Linked DNA regions of Mus musculus: region 1 is linked to region 2. The links are chromatin contacts, called in public Hi-C maps. All regions are on one chromosome and are shown on one strand. The core of a region is the stretch at or near the end of the contact, and the rest is flanking DNA. Distances in the headings are between cores, read along the strand shown. Region 1 overlaps Acyp2 (acylphosphatase 2, muscle type). Region 2 holds the start of 4930505A04Rik (RIKEN cDNA 4930505A04 gene).

What was found. Hi-C and Micro-C count contacts between places; a contact is called where the count stands out from the background.
Region 1: a contact with region 2 is called in a Hi-C map of uterus, with 1.7 times the contacts expected there. The contact joins the enhancer-like site here to the promoter of 4930505A04Rik in region 2. A contact is called at or near these places in 3 of 484 Hi-C or Micro-C datasets (all in uterus), 1 of 115 datasets of contacts at active chromatin or transcription factors (embryonic stem cells) and 1 of 9 other capture datasets (adipose tissue).

Annotation. Positions count from the first base shown.
Region 1 is chr11:30,571,643-30,574,916 of GRCm38.p6, reverse strand. All of the region lies in intron 3 of Acyp2 (acylphosphatase 2, muscle type), which reads left to right. It also overlaps the pseudogene Gm12097. Among named protein-coding and RNA genes, the nearest start is that of Acyp2, 76 kb to the left of the region's middle. Within about 2 kb of position 1,971, at least 8 of the 459 cell types and tissues checked have an H3K27ac peak or open chromatin away from gene starts, as enhancers often do. A contact at or near this core is called in adipose tissue and uterus, where this site is marked.
Region 2 is chr11:30,470,411-30,474,096 of GRCm38.p6, reverse strand. 4930505A04Rik (RIKEN cDNA 4930505A04 gene) reads left to right here and starts at 2,268. Exons shown (of 5, transcript NM_001100394.1): 1 at 2,268-2,355. The coding sequence starts at 2,333.

The DNA.
Region 1 (3,274 bases), core at 722-3,221, 100 kb before region 2:
CCTCATAATGCATATCTACTCATCAGCAATTCTTACTAAATCATATCAGGAAGCTGAGGGCAAAAATGGATATAAGAAATCAGTCATCACCAGTCCAGCCTCAATGAGAGTCATGTCAGCCAGTGCTGCCATTGTTCTTATTGCCTGACCATAAAGGGTCCCTAGCTTAACTAATAAGAATGTGACTTTCTGAAGCTACGTGAAGAGTAGGGTGCGGTGACTGAGCTACCTGTTCTGGGCTGTTCAGTGACATCTCGGCCTGCAGATTATCTCTGCGACCTGAAGACAGAAACCAGACAAAGGCAGGCTGGGTGGAGGTAGTGGCCTCAGGAGCGCCGGGCCTGGTTGCAGCCTCGGGTACAGTGTTCACACTCGTGATCATAGCAAGTGTGTGTCCAGGAGAACATGTCTGCAGGCCAAACACAGATCTACAGTTGATCTATAGCTTGTTTTTAAGATGCAATGAAAGCCTTCTATGCTTTCTGTGTGGTCCTCTTGGTGTTTGGGAGTGTCTCTGAAGCCAAATTTGATGATTCCAGGAGGAGGAAGACACAGTAGAGTATGATGACAATGATTTTGCTGAGTTTGAGGACATCATGGAAGATTCTGATACGGAATCTCCTCAGCGAGTGATCAGCACTGAGGATGATGAGGTCGAGGCCACTGTGGAGTTGGAAGGGCAGGATGAAAGCCAAGAAGGTGATTTCGAAGATGCAGATACCCAGGAGGGAGATACAGAAAGTGAGCCATATGATGATGAGGAATTTGAGGGTTACAAAGACAAACCAGATACCTCTTCTAACAAAAATAAAGACCCAATAACAATTGTTGATGTTCCTGCACACTTTGAGAACAGTTGGGAGAGATATTACCTAGAAATGTTGATGGTGACTGGTCTGCTTGCCTATATCATGAACTACATCATTGGGAAGAATAAAAACAGCCGACTTTCTCAGGCCTGGTTTAACTCTCATAGAGAGCTTTTGGAGAGCAATTTTACCTTAGTGGGGGATGATGGGACTAACGAAGAAGCCACAAACACAGGGAAGTTGAATCAGGAGAACGAGCACATCTATAACCTGTGGTGTTCTGGCCGAGTGTGCTGTGAAGGCATGCTTATCCAGCTGAGGTTCCTTAAGAGACAAGACTTGCCCGGCGTGGTGGCGAACGCCTTTAATCCCAGTACTCGGGAGGCAGAGGCAGGTGGATTTCTGAGTTCGAGGCCAGCCTGGTCTACAAAGTGAGTTCCAGGACAGCCAGGGCTATACAGAGAAACCCTGTCTCAACCCCCCCCCCCCCCAGAGAGAGAGAGAGAGACAGAGACAGAGAGAGAGAGAGAGAGAGAGAGAGAGAGAGAGAGAGAGAGAGAGAGAGAGAGAGAGAGAGAGAGAAGACTTACATAATGTCCTGGCCCGGATGATGAGGCCAGTGAGTGATCATGTGCAAATAAAAGTAACAATGAATGACGAGGACATGGACACATACGTGTTCGCTGTCGGCACTCGCAGAGCTTTGCTGCGACTACAGAAAGAGATGCAGGATCTGAGTGAGTTTTGTAGTGATAAACTAAGTCTGGAGCAAAGTATGGACTGCCAGACTCTGGCCATTCTGTCAGAAATGGGAGAAGTCACAGAGGGAATGAGGCTAAAGATGGTTCACGTTCTTACACACTATGCTGACAAGATTGAATCTGTTCATTTTTCAGACCAGTTCTCTGGTCCAAAGGTTACGCAAGAGGAAGGTCCGCCTTTAAAGCCGCCTGACAGCAAGAGGACACGACTGTTTACGTTTAATGTGCCTGGCTCAGGCAACACGTACCCAAAGGATATGGAGTCTTTGCTACTCCTGATGAAAATGGTGATTTATTCTATCGATAAAGCCAAAAAGTTCCGACTCAACAGAGGAGGGAGACAAAAAGCAGGTAAGAACCGGGCTCGTGTGGAAGAGAACTTTCTGAAGCGGACACATGAGCAGACAGTCTAAGCGTGAGGAGAAGAAAAGAGCTGAGAAGGAACTAGGAGGACCCTGAGAAGCAGCGCAGGCTGGAAGAAGCTGCTTCGAGGAGAGAACAAAAGAAGTTGGAGAAGAAGCAAATGAAAATGAAACAAATCAAAGTGAATGCCCTTGCTGCCGTTAGCTCTCCGTCCACCGGAGACGGGGAAAAGCACGAGTCTGCACCTAGCAGTCACGAGTTTCTGCTGACTGAGAGATCTTTATCTCACCCTCTCCTCTTGGTTTGGAGGTCTACAGAGGTTATAGATACAATGAAAGGGCTCTTTCAGTTATTTCCTTCCAGATAATCAAATTATTTTGATTATTTTATAAAAGGAGCGGTATAGAAAGTGTGTGTAGTTTTAAAATATATTTAAATTATAATGTGAATCATCAGTGCGTTACTTTGATGTTTGAAGAACGATCGTGAAATTTCTAGGTAGGTTGTTGCTTTTTGTTTAAACTGGGCAGTTGAAATAACTATGGAGACTGACTCTAAACCAAGACCCTAATATCTATTGGAATTGCACAATAAACATTGCTTGTTTTTTTCTGTGTCCACATTAAACTTGTGAAAAAAGTGAAATGTAGAACACTATGTGGTGATGAATTCAGAGACTTAGAGCATAGTACAGCGTATGGTTTGTGTGTGGGTGGTGCTATGGCAGTATTATAGGAGGAAATCTGTCAGTGTTAGGATACTGTAAGTCAATGGAAGATTCTAGATGTAGGTAGTACAGGAGCAGTTTCTCATTGCCTGATACTATGAGCTAATGACACTGTGAGTGCTGGATTTGAAGTAGTTATGTGCTTAATTTTCTTGAGCAAGAAATGCATGACAAAGTGAAGTGCTTCACCTAGCTCCCTCCGCTCAGCAGCAGTCAGGTGGCTGGGCTCTGTGAGGTCACAGTGGTTTGCTTGCTTGCTGCAGCCTGTTAGGTGTTCATGGAGGAACTGATCTCTGTCTTAGGCGTGCACTTTGCTTCCACGCCTGCTTTTATATCGTCCACAAGGCCGGTTTGTACTTTCTTGAAACAAATAACCAGTCGATATACACAAATATGCTTTTAAAAAGTGAGCCTTTTTAAATGAATCAGAATTTTGTCTGACTCATGAGGCGGGAGCGATGGTAGAGAGAGGTTCCTCTCTGTGCATAAGCATTTGGCTTGTTGAGATCTCTGCATTTTATAAATGCTTCCTACTGAGAAAGCATTTCTTAAGTCTCTGCTTGTACCAGGTTATTTTTGCTGGGGTGGGAAAGGGTTGTTTTTTCGTTGGGAGC
Region 2 (3,686 bases), core at 1,019-3,518:
TGGTCCGTTCATGAATGTAAAACGGCACTCACCCACCTACCCACCCACAATTTGTTCTGGTTTATATTGCATAGTGAGCATACTCCCCTGGGCCTCCCCACCCTCCTTTTTCCTCATCCCCACGCTGTTGATCTCTAGACTATTTTATTTCTACTTTTGATATATATATATATATATATATATATATATATATATATATATGTGTGTGTGTGTGTATGTAAACATATATACACATATATATATAATTTTTATCGGAGACTTATAATAAGTGATTCTCTTTACTTGCATCCGTTTTTCTTTCAAACAACATAACCTCATTCTTTCATTTTTTTAAAGAATTTTTTTAAAAAGAATTATTTATTTATTTTAGGTATATGAGTACACTGCAGCTGTCCTCAGACACACCAGAACAGGGCATCAGATCCCTTCACAGATGGTCGTGAGCCACCATGTGGTTGCTGGGAATTGAACTTAGGACTTCTGGAAGAGCAACCAGTGCCCTTAACCTCTGAGCCATCTCTTCAGCCCCAACCTCATTCTTCATGACTGAAAAGTTTCATTGGCATGTGGCATGAAGGTCATAAAATAAAGCAGTAAGCCACTGCTCTTAGAACAGTGAATCTATATCTATACTTGACAGTAACTCTGGATCTCTCAGTTGTGGTCTTATTGCTACACAATACACCATAACCATAAAGCAAGTTGGTGGGGAAAGAGTTTATTTGGTTTACACGTCCACATCACTGTTTATCACCAAAGGAAGTCAGGATAAGAACTCAAGCAGGGCAGGAACCTGGAAGTAGGAGCTGATGCAGAGGCCATAAAGGGTGCTGCTTACTGGCTTGTTTCACAAGGCTTATTTAGTCTTCTTTCCTACAGAACCCAGGACCACCAGCCCAGGAATGGCACCACCCATAATGGGCTGTTCCCTCCTCCATTGATCACTAATTGAGAAAATGCCTTATAGCTGGATCTCATGGAAGCATTTCAACTGAGGCTCCTCCCTGTCTAATGACTCTAGCTTACGTAAAGTTAACCACCAAGCCAGCCAGTTCACTAGGCATTTTCAGATTTTGTGAATGAAGAATTTTAGGCTCTGAGATACTAAATGTCTCCCTTATGTACAAGCTAGCAAGAGGTGAATCCACAAGGCAAACACCAGTTGCTCCCAGGGCCTATGTGCATAATCAGTTTGATGGTTAGGATTCAACTACGTTTCTCCCTGTGGATAGTGGGTCCAATGAATGCTTGGCTCAGCAAACATGCATGCCATCCCCTCCCTTCCTAGCTTTCTGGTTCTCCAAGCCATTTCCCTCATATTTGGTGACCCATAACTCCCTATTCAGAGACACATACAGTCCACACTCAAGTATGTAGGTTGCTGGATGTCAAATGTATCCACAATCTCTTCTCCCTAACAGGACTTTAGGACCTGAGTAAAAGGCCAGCCTCCACTACCCCACATCTGTCCCACGCGAATATAAATTTACAAAATGACTTTGGCTTCCCATGCTTATGCACATTCCTCATACACAGCAGAGTTCAGTTCAATAGAAACATCTCTAACCCCATTTCCTTTCCTATACAGAAAAACGGTTTAGTTATCACACGTGCCAAGGGCATTTGGCTCTGGTAGTGGAAACTGGAAAATGGAGTAAAAATTTCCAGGCTCAAGGTGCTAGATGATCGTCCAGGTCTTTTCCCTGGAGCTTGGGCTTTTGGAAAAGTGCAGCCATGCAAGCTGGGAGTCTGCCTAAACCTGCAGTCTCCTGAACCCTCGCTCAGACAGGGCAGATGCACAAACTACAGGTAGCCTCATTTGCAGAGCAGCGTTCCTTTGTTCTATTTTAAAGCTTCAGATTCTGTCAAAAAGTGATAGCCAAGCTTCCCCATGAGAATCGGGACTTGCACAGCTCTGAAGTGCTCATGGAAAACAGGTTTCCACGGGCAGCGGGGGAGACCTGGAAGCCTTCCTTGCTCACTCCTCAAACCCAACAGGGCTGGCTCCCCACTAGGTTTTGGGCTGATTCCCCACTAGGTTTAGGGCTCTACAACTTCAAACTCACTGTCCAACCTAAGGCTGTAGTTAAAAACCAAGGGACTCTTTCCCTCCCGGATTGAAGCAAGCCACACCCAGCTGCGAAAGCCCAACAGAGCACACTTACTGCGCTTGCGCACAGTCCCCAGTCGCTTGTGTTTTTCTTCCTGAGCTCTCAGTCGCCTAGCAACGCTGGAGTCACAGTGGCAGCGCTCTGGAGCCCCTTTCTAGCAAGAATAGGTCAGTGTTCTCTCTTGACACTCCTAGCTGCCACGTGGCAGGCTGGAGGGGGCCATGGAGGGAGAGGAGAAGCAGCAGTAAGTGCCAGGGTTCAGCTTTCTATTTTCCCTTCTGAAAACCTTTTCTATTTCTTGCAAAAGATTAAGGGAGTGGCTCAGCACATAAGATCCAGGCCACATACATCCAATAGGTTTCCTCCCCTGCTTTCCAAGGTTTGAGTGATTACAGTATCTTTTTTTTTTTTTTTCCTAGTGCAGCGTTTACTGAGCTTTCTTGAAGCCATCATGAAATAATCACTCTTCATACCTCACATTTAACTCGTCAGCAAATTCTGTCGGCTCCAATGTTGAAATTATCCATACTCCACTGTTCATTGCTTCCTCTCTTGTCCTCACTCAGTCTCGAGTACCAGCTTCTCATGGATACAGCCATCGCTTTGCTTCCCTAGTCTCTGCAGCCTTTTCAACATGGCCTCTTTTTAAAAGGGGAAAAAATATGTTTTCCACAGGGTACATACAGTAAAGCCAAGGCTGCGCCTGCCGCACCACACCTGCTACGGCCCTCTAGATCACCCTGGCACCTGCATACAGCTAACTGGTTGAAACAAGTTCCTAAGAACAAGCCTCAAAGATTACTATTTGATACCTTTAGATGTGTTTGACTGATAATTTGGGAGACCATGCTTTATGTCTAAAGATGGACACATTTCTGATAAGAGTTTTGGCAGTTACAGTTGGTTCTGCTAGAATGTTCCTTCCTCAAATATCCTTAATTTGTACCCATCCCTCCCTTGCTTTTTTCAATTACCACCTTCACAAATACCCTGTCCCAAACGTAGCCTCTCCTCCCACATACCTACATGCCTCTTCCTCGCTGGAAATTGTCGTTATCATGTGGCACCATCTAATAGACTGTGTATGCCCCATTTCATTTCTTCTCTGCCTTCCCTAGAATGTAATCCCCGTGAAGACAGGAGTTTTCATCTGTTTCCCTGCTGTATCCTCAGAGCTTCATGTAGCACCTGGCATGTAGAGACCCGCTGAATGCATTAGCAGTGCTCTTTTTCTCACATCAGTTACAATAGCTATTGTTCTTTCATATAAATCAAGGAATGGAACCTTAGATATTAAGTGGCAGAGGTTCCAAGCCAAGCCTGACTGCTTTCTGTTTTGTTGCTACTGTTTGCATTGCTGATATAGAACCTAGGGTCTCAGGCACATTAGTGTTTTGTCTGTATAAGGTGTTTCATTGTACAAAGATGTTTCTACAGAATCAGGCATTTCGCATTTATTTATCTGTAGCCATCCACACCTTGAAATACAGAACCAAGTAAATGCATAAATGTGTAAACCAACACCTACAGTCCTTTCCTTCAAGGATCTGATACAGATGTGTTGGTGTTCAACCA